Linked DNA regions of Mus musculus: region 1 is linked to region 2. The links are chromatin contacts, called in public HiCAR-type maps. All regions are on one chromosome and are shown on one strand. Each heading gives the region's core, a stretch centred on a gene start, on an enhancer-like site or on the middle of the called end of the contact. The rest is flanking DNA. Distances are from core to core; before and after follow the strand shown. Region 1 overlaps Agpat4 (1-acylglycerol-3-phosphate O-acyltransferase 4 (lysophosphatidic acid acyltransferase, delta)). Region 2 overlaps Prkn (parkin RBR E3 ubiquitin protein ligase).

What was found. HiCAR-type assays count read pairs that join an accessible place to other places.
Region 1: a HiCAR-type map of fibro-adipogenic progenitors shows a contact between it and region 2, with 4 times the contacts expected there. The contact joins two enhancer-like sites. A contact is called at or near these places in 15 of 484 Hi-C or Micro-C datasets (the 3T3-L1 cell line, the MC3T3-E1 cell line, embryonic fibroblasts and 9 more), 14 of 115 datasets of contacts at active chromatin or transcription factors (T-cell acute lymphoblastic leukemia, astrocytes, double positive thymocytes and 9 more) and 3 of 9 other capture datasets (adipose tissue, liver and pancreatic islet).

The regions. Positions count from the first base shown.
Region 1 is chr17:12,166,950-12,169,893 of GRCm38.p6, reverse strand. All of the region lies in intron 2 of Agpat4 (1-acylglycerol-3-phosphate O-acyltransferase 4 (lysophosphatidic acid acyltransferase, delta)), which reads right to left. Among named protein-coding and RNA genes, the nearest start is that of Agpat4, 49 kb to the right of the region's middle. Within about 2 kb of position 1,258, at least 80 of the 459 cell types and tissues checked have an H3K27ac peak or open chromatin away from gene starts, as enhancers often do. A contact at or near this core is called in fetal liver and fibro-adipogenic progenitors, where this site is marked.
Region 2 is chr17:12,037,884-12,040,742 of GRCm38.p6, reverse strand. All of the region lies in intron 10 of Prkn (parkin RBR E3 ubiquitin protein ligase), which reads right to left. Among named protein-coding and RNA genes, the nearest start is that of Gm46604, 7.9 kb to the right of the region's middle. Within about 2 kb of position 1,367, at least 62 of the 459 cell types and tissues checked have an H3K27ac peak or open chromatin away from gene starts, as enhancers often do. A contact at or near this core is called in fetal liver and fibro-adipogenic progenitors, where this site is marked.

The DNA.
Region 1 (2,944 bases), core at 9-2,508, 130 kb before region 2:
CCCTCCCAACCCCCTAACTCCCCCTAGCTGGATGGGACCCAAGATAAAGGCAACAGAGCTACTAGTTTCCAACACCAAGACAAGTCTACATCCAGCTTGACACTGTTTCCTGTCTGCTCCTGTGATCGTAAATACTGATTTAAATCCTCCAAAGGGACTAAGGAACCAGTTCTCATTTCTACAAGCTGGAGTCCAGTTCTAGCGCTCATTACACAATGAATCTTCCCAATTTAGCAAGAGACACTAATTATTCTATTTAACTGGTGACTGATGACCCCACTCCCACATACGACTGCTTGCCAAGGTTCTAACGCTGATTAGTTTGTGAATGGCTTCTGCCCTTCTGTGTGTTCGAAAGTCTGCCAACCCCCACCCCCCACACACACACACCCATGGGCAATTTAGGCTGGACCTCAAACTCCCCGAACTCCCAGCACATTCCATCTCTGCCACCTTCACCCCTGAACTGGCTCAGCTCCTGTTCACACCAGTGAGCGGAGAACAGCCGTGGCTTGGTGAGGTCTTGCTCTGTCATCACACCTAACGATCCGGTTGCTCTGCGGGAGCGCTGGTCTGCCTCTCCGATTCCTATGATAAGCTAAGACTGTGTGTTTTAAATTTGCAGACATTCCAGTCTGTAGATCCTGGGATACTGATTTTTGGGGTCTGCTTGCTTGGACCACTGGCACAATAGTCTCTCCTAGTACTCAAAAAAAAAAAAAAACCAAGCCCGAAGTGGTAGTTGAGCATGCCTAGAACCCCAACAGTTGGGAGGGTGAGATAGGAGGGTGACATGTTTGAGTCCATCATTGGACTACAATTAAAAGCCTAGCTTCAAAACTTAAAGCAAAACAAAACCCATGACTTAGTTTGGTAGGTCAGATCCAAAAGACCCAGCACACTCCACCAGCTACAACCATTTCTCCTTCCTAGGTAGAGATGCCTACATAAGCAATGCCTATCCAGCCGCCAGCCACACTTAGTGAACTGGCCTCATCTGCCTCTGTTCACGCAACACTTTTCCACATCCTCCCCCCTCGAAGGGCCGCTAGCTGTTCTCTGCCCCAGAGCTGGAAGCTGTTTGGGCTCAGACACACTCGCTCGCCTCTTTCTGCTGTGCTGCAGCCAGTTGACAGGGATTAAAGAAAACAAATAAAAATTGCCATTGAAGGAGAGCCAAACTCCAGAGGCTGCCAAGGGCTCCCTCCCTCCTGACTTGACAAGGCGGCTCCTTCATAGCCTAACAAAGAAGGTTGTGACATGTTTAGACACAGATACAAGTTGGCGACGTCTCTTTCAGAGCTGTGAGTTCAGCGTGGGGTTGTGGGTTGGGTGGGAATGAATGAGTAGATGACTAAAGCAAGGGGCAGAAGCTCTTGGGGCAGCAACCCTAGGATCTCAGCAGTAAGCTCAGCTCCTGGGTTCAGGAGGGCACACAGCTGCAGCCCTGCTTCCTCCAATTCCTACCCTGCGTTTCATCAGCACACACACACACACCCATCCTTTCCTCTTGCTCCTTATGCTTCGGGTGTGGAAGCTCCAAGATACACATGCAGCAGGTCTGGCCCCAAGGTGGTATATGACCCAGTGCTCTGACTATCTATCTGTCTGTCTGTCTGTCTGTCTGTCTGTCTTCCTCTTTGCTGCACCTCTTCCTCCCCTCCTCCTGACTCGGTCCGCATATTGTGCTTGTTCTTCAAACTTCTCCCCGTGCCCCCTTATGCTATTATAGCCACAAGACAGAAATGGATACAGTCATCTCTGGGCCCAGTACTTCTAAACACAATGCCGGTCCATGACAACAGTGGTGCTCACTAAATGTCCACTGGACGGACTGCAAAGTCATTCCATTGTTTGAGCATGTTTGGCATCAGGTGAAGATTCAGAGCAGGACCTGTTCAAAGCCAACTACCCTGTTGTAAAGCCTTTTCCTTTACCCTGAGGTCTAGCCCTGCTTATGATAACCCGGTAAAAGGTATGGGTCTTGCTCTAGTAGTTCATGTCACTGATCATGGTCTGCCCTAGTTGGAGACACAGATCTACAATGTTCACCTTCTGTTTAAGCAGCTGGCTGTCAAGGTAGAAGTTGCACAAAATAGTCACGTATCCAGGACCATTGTAAGCGTCCCAATGAAGGCATTATCAAGAGAGCAGTACTCAGTTCAACACCTGATACATAGCCCTGGGATACTATTAAGATGGCCCAGCCTTCTCCACACCTGCTCTACTGATGCACACAGTAAGGGTCTCTGTGGTCAGCTCTGCCACACTCCTCAAACACTAGAATGCTCACTGACCCTCAGCCAGGGGACTGCTATCCCCACTAGGCCATAGTTGGGTTGAGGGTGGGGTCCCTGTATCCCCTTGGGTTCCTCTGATCCCACCCAACACACTTCTTATATAGCACCATGTTGTACTGAGACCTGTAAATCTGCTAAATATCACCATCTATCAGCTGTAATGTGATGGCTAGGTCTCAGACCAGTTCAATACCCTTCACTTTAAGAGACACCCTCGCCCTGATTACTGTAGACTTGTAACTACCCATAGGGCTGGTACACAGAGCTGTACTGGGAAATAGTCAACCCCTGGCTGGGAGACTCAGGCAAAGGGGAAAGGTTTTATTTACGGCTATATTAGTTGTGTTTCTCACCATGTGACAAATATCTGACAAAAGCAATTTAATGTCTTAAAGCCTTATTTACTTTTAGTGCACTGGTGTTCTGTCTACATGTGTATCTGTGTGAGGGTGTCAGGTCCCCTAGAGTTGGAATTACAGGTAGCTAGCTAGCTGTAAGCTGACATGTGGGTACGGGGAATTAAACTCAGGACCTTTGGAAGAGCAACTCCTACTCTTAACCACTGAGCCATCTCTCCAGCCCCCAAAAGCAATCAATGGAAGGGAGAGTTTATTTCTGCCCATAGTTTAGGGCATTGTCCACCT
Region 2 (2,859 bases), core at 118-2,617:
TCAGCACTGTCTCAGGTCCACACAGAATATGAAGCGTGGGTCACAGAGGGGCTGCATGACAAGGCAGCTAATTAGAAGTGTGTGTGTGAGTGTGTGTATGTGTGTGCCCCCGCCCACACAGTGGAGATGAGCTAACGTGGGAGAAACGAGTTTTCTTACATATTTTATACCTGAAAAAAACAATAGAATTTCTTCTATGGTAAATAAATAAATACATCTCTCTCATGTATATACCTTTCTGTATATGCCCCTTTCTATACCAAAATTTCTTTACATGTGCCTATATACCTAGGTATAGGTTTTTGTATAAATATCTAGGTATAGAAAGAGGTGGAGTGTCAGCATGTAAAAGACAACTTATGACCCAAAAAGGGACAGATGCTTTCTTGTGCAACCCTAGGGACCTACCAGTGGCCGATTTGAGTGTCTACATCATGAGTTATGGCTAGGAGCTGCCTTGGGAGGGTCATGCCTGACTGGCTTGCTTGCTTTCTTACACTGTAGCTATGGGATTTGAACTCAGGTCCTCTGGAGGAGGATTCAGTGCTCTTAACCTCTGAGCCATCTCACCAGTCCTCAGCTCCTGTGCCTGGCTTTCATTCACCCTTTGCTAATGACCTTGGGCTCCTCTCACCTGCAGAAGTGTGATAACAACACCACTGGCCTCTGTGACTGTTGTTGGGAGGAAGTGAGAGAGAGAGACACACACACAGATTGAGCCCTCCCTGAGGACTGCGGACTTCGTCTGTGTTTCCTCCTTTGGTTGTACTGTTGATATGGTCACCCTCATTTCTAGCGTATAGATAGAGACAGGGATGTTAAGACTGGGAATTTGCAGTGATGGTAAAGACTGTTGAGGCCTTGATAGGTCTTAAGGCCTCTTACAGATACAGGTAAATCAATGCCCCTCCCAACTCCCTCGTCCCCCGTCCCCGTCCGTCGTGTCCCCCCCCCCACCCCCAGCCCCCGCAATGAAGCTTTTAAAAGCAAATTAGTGGCTTTTCCAGCTCAAATTAGCGGCTAGGAGACGCTGTTAATGTGCGTGTAAGCTACCAGAAGTAGAGAAGACCCACACAAGGGCTCTCCCCATATTTTAGAAAATTTATTTGTAATCCGCCTGGGTTAGAAAATAAATCGGACAAATATCTTCTAATCCTAAAAAAGGGTCAAAGCCAGGCATTACTGAGATGCTTGGCATACTCCAGGAAGGTTCTCTTCCGGTGAGCGGTAGCTTTTAAATTTCACCTTCCTCAAAGTAATCCAACGCCTGGCCCTCACTGGTCACCGAGGCAAAAACTTCCCCTCTGCACAGCCCTTCCCAGTGCTGAGTCAAACTTCCCAGGCTGCAGGCGTCTGCTGTGAGTGTCGCGCCCCCTGCTGGTGAGCAGTGGAACAGCACCTTTCAGGAACTGAACGGATCAAAACTGGTGGGGCTCAGCTTTGTTATTTTCAGTGTGTTCTCACGATTATTTTGGAAGAATGAGTGCATGCTACATTTTGAATTAAAAAACCATCAGAGGGTGGTGGTGGGGACTTACAGTTTCTGGCTGAGGACTGGTGCTACAATCTGCCTGTGTTCCAGATTTCCAGAAACACACTTTACAACGCAATTTGCAACAGCACTTTTGGTGATGAAGATGAGAGCCTTTCTTTCTACTATTGGTGGAACGTGTTGTACAAAAACCGTAGGAGAGTTGAGACTAGGGCACATGGGTGTATTAAAATCATACCAGGGACTCCCTGCGAGCCCCCAGGTCAGGGAAGCAGACAACACCTTACTTAGTTATCATCAGAAATGCTCCCCTACCCTGCAGCAGACGGGAACAAACAGAGACCCACAGCCAGACCATACACGGAGTGAGAGACCTGGGGATCCTCAGCCCTACAAGGGACCCCTCCATCACATCTCTCCCCTTGAGTGTGGGAGCCAGAGGGGATGGAGGACACCAAGGAATCAGGGCTTCAGGGACCCAGTAGGGCTGGTGGTGCACATACAAACTTAGAGACAGGGGCAGCGTGCATTGGTCTGCGCCAGAATGAGCCCTAGAGCTGAGATAAGCAGACACAAACTCCCACGCCTTACCCAGAAGCTATCTCCAAGTGATGGCCACTGACAAATGAGAAATTCGTCTTTTCTGAGGCAGTCTCACTGGGGAAACAAAACACTCTTAAAGGTAGGCTGCCCCATGCCCGGTAGTAGAGAGCCAACAGAAATGAAGTTAGGGGGGCTGGAGAGATGGCTCAGTGGGTAAGAGCACTGACTACTCTTCCAAAGGTCATGAGTTCTTTTTTTTTTTTTAAGACTTATTTATTATTATATCTAAGTACACTGTAGCTGTCTTCAGACACACCAGAAGAGGGCATCTGAACCCATTACCGATGGTTGAGAGCCACCATGTGGTTGCTGGGAATTGAACTCGGGACCTCTGGAAGAAGAGTCAGTGCTCTTAACCACTGAGCCATCTCTCCAGCCCTGCCTGTCTGTCTTCTGACAGGGTTTCTCTGTATAGTCCTGGCTGTCCTGGAACTCACTCTGTAGACCAGGCTGGCCTTGAACTCAGAAATCCGCCTGTCTCTGCCTCCCAAGTGCTGGGATTAAAGGCGTGTGCCACCACCACCAGGCTGCCTGTCTGTTTTCTAAGATGAGACAGAGAGGGTTCGGATCCGGACTGGAGGAGAGAGGCGAGGAAGGGACTGGGAGGGGTAGGGTAGGGGAGACCATAATTAGAATATGATGTGTGAAATAAACATCTATTTTCAATAAAAGAAAAAATTATATTGATCTGGGAACAAAGTCTGAGAATGAAACAGGTATACATGCCAGACCAAGAAAAATGTGTAACTCCTTGCCTCCACCTC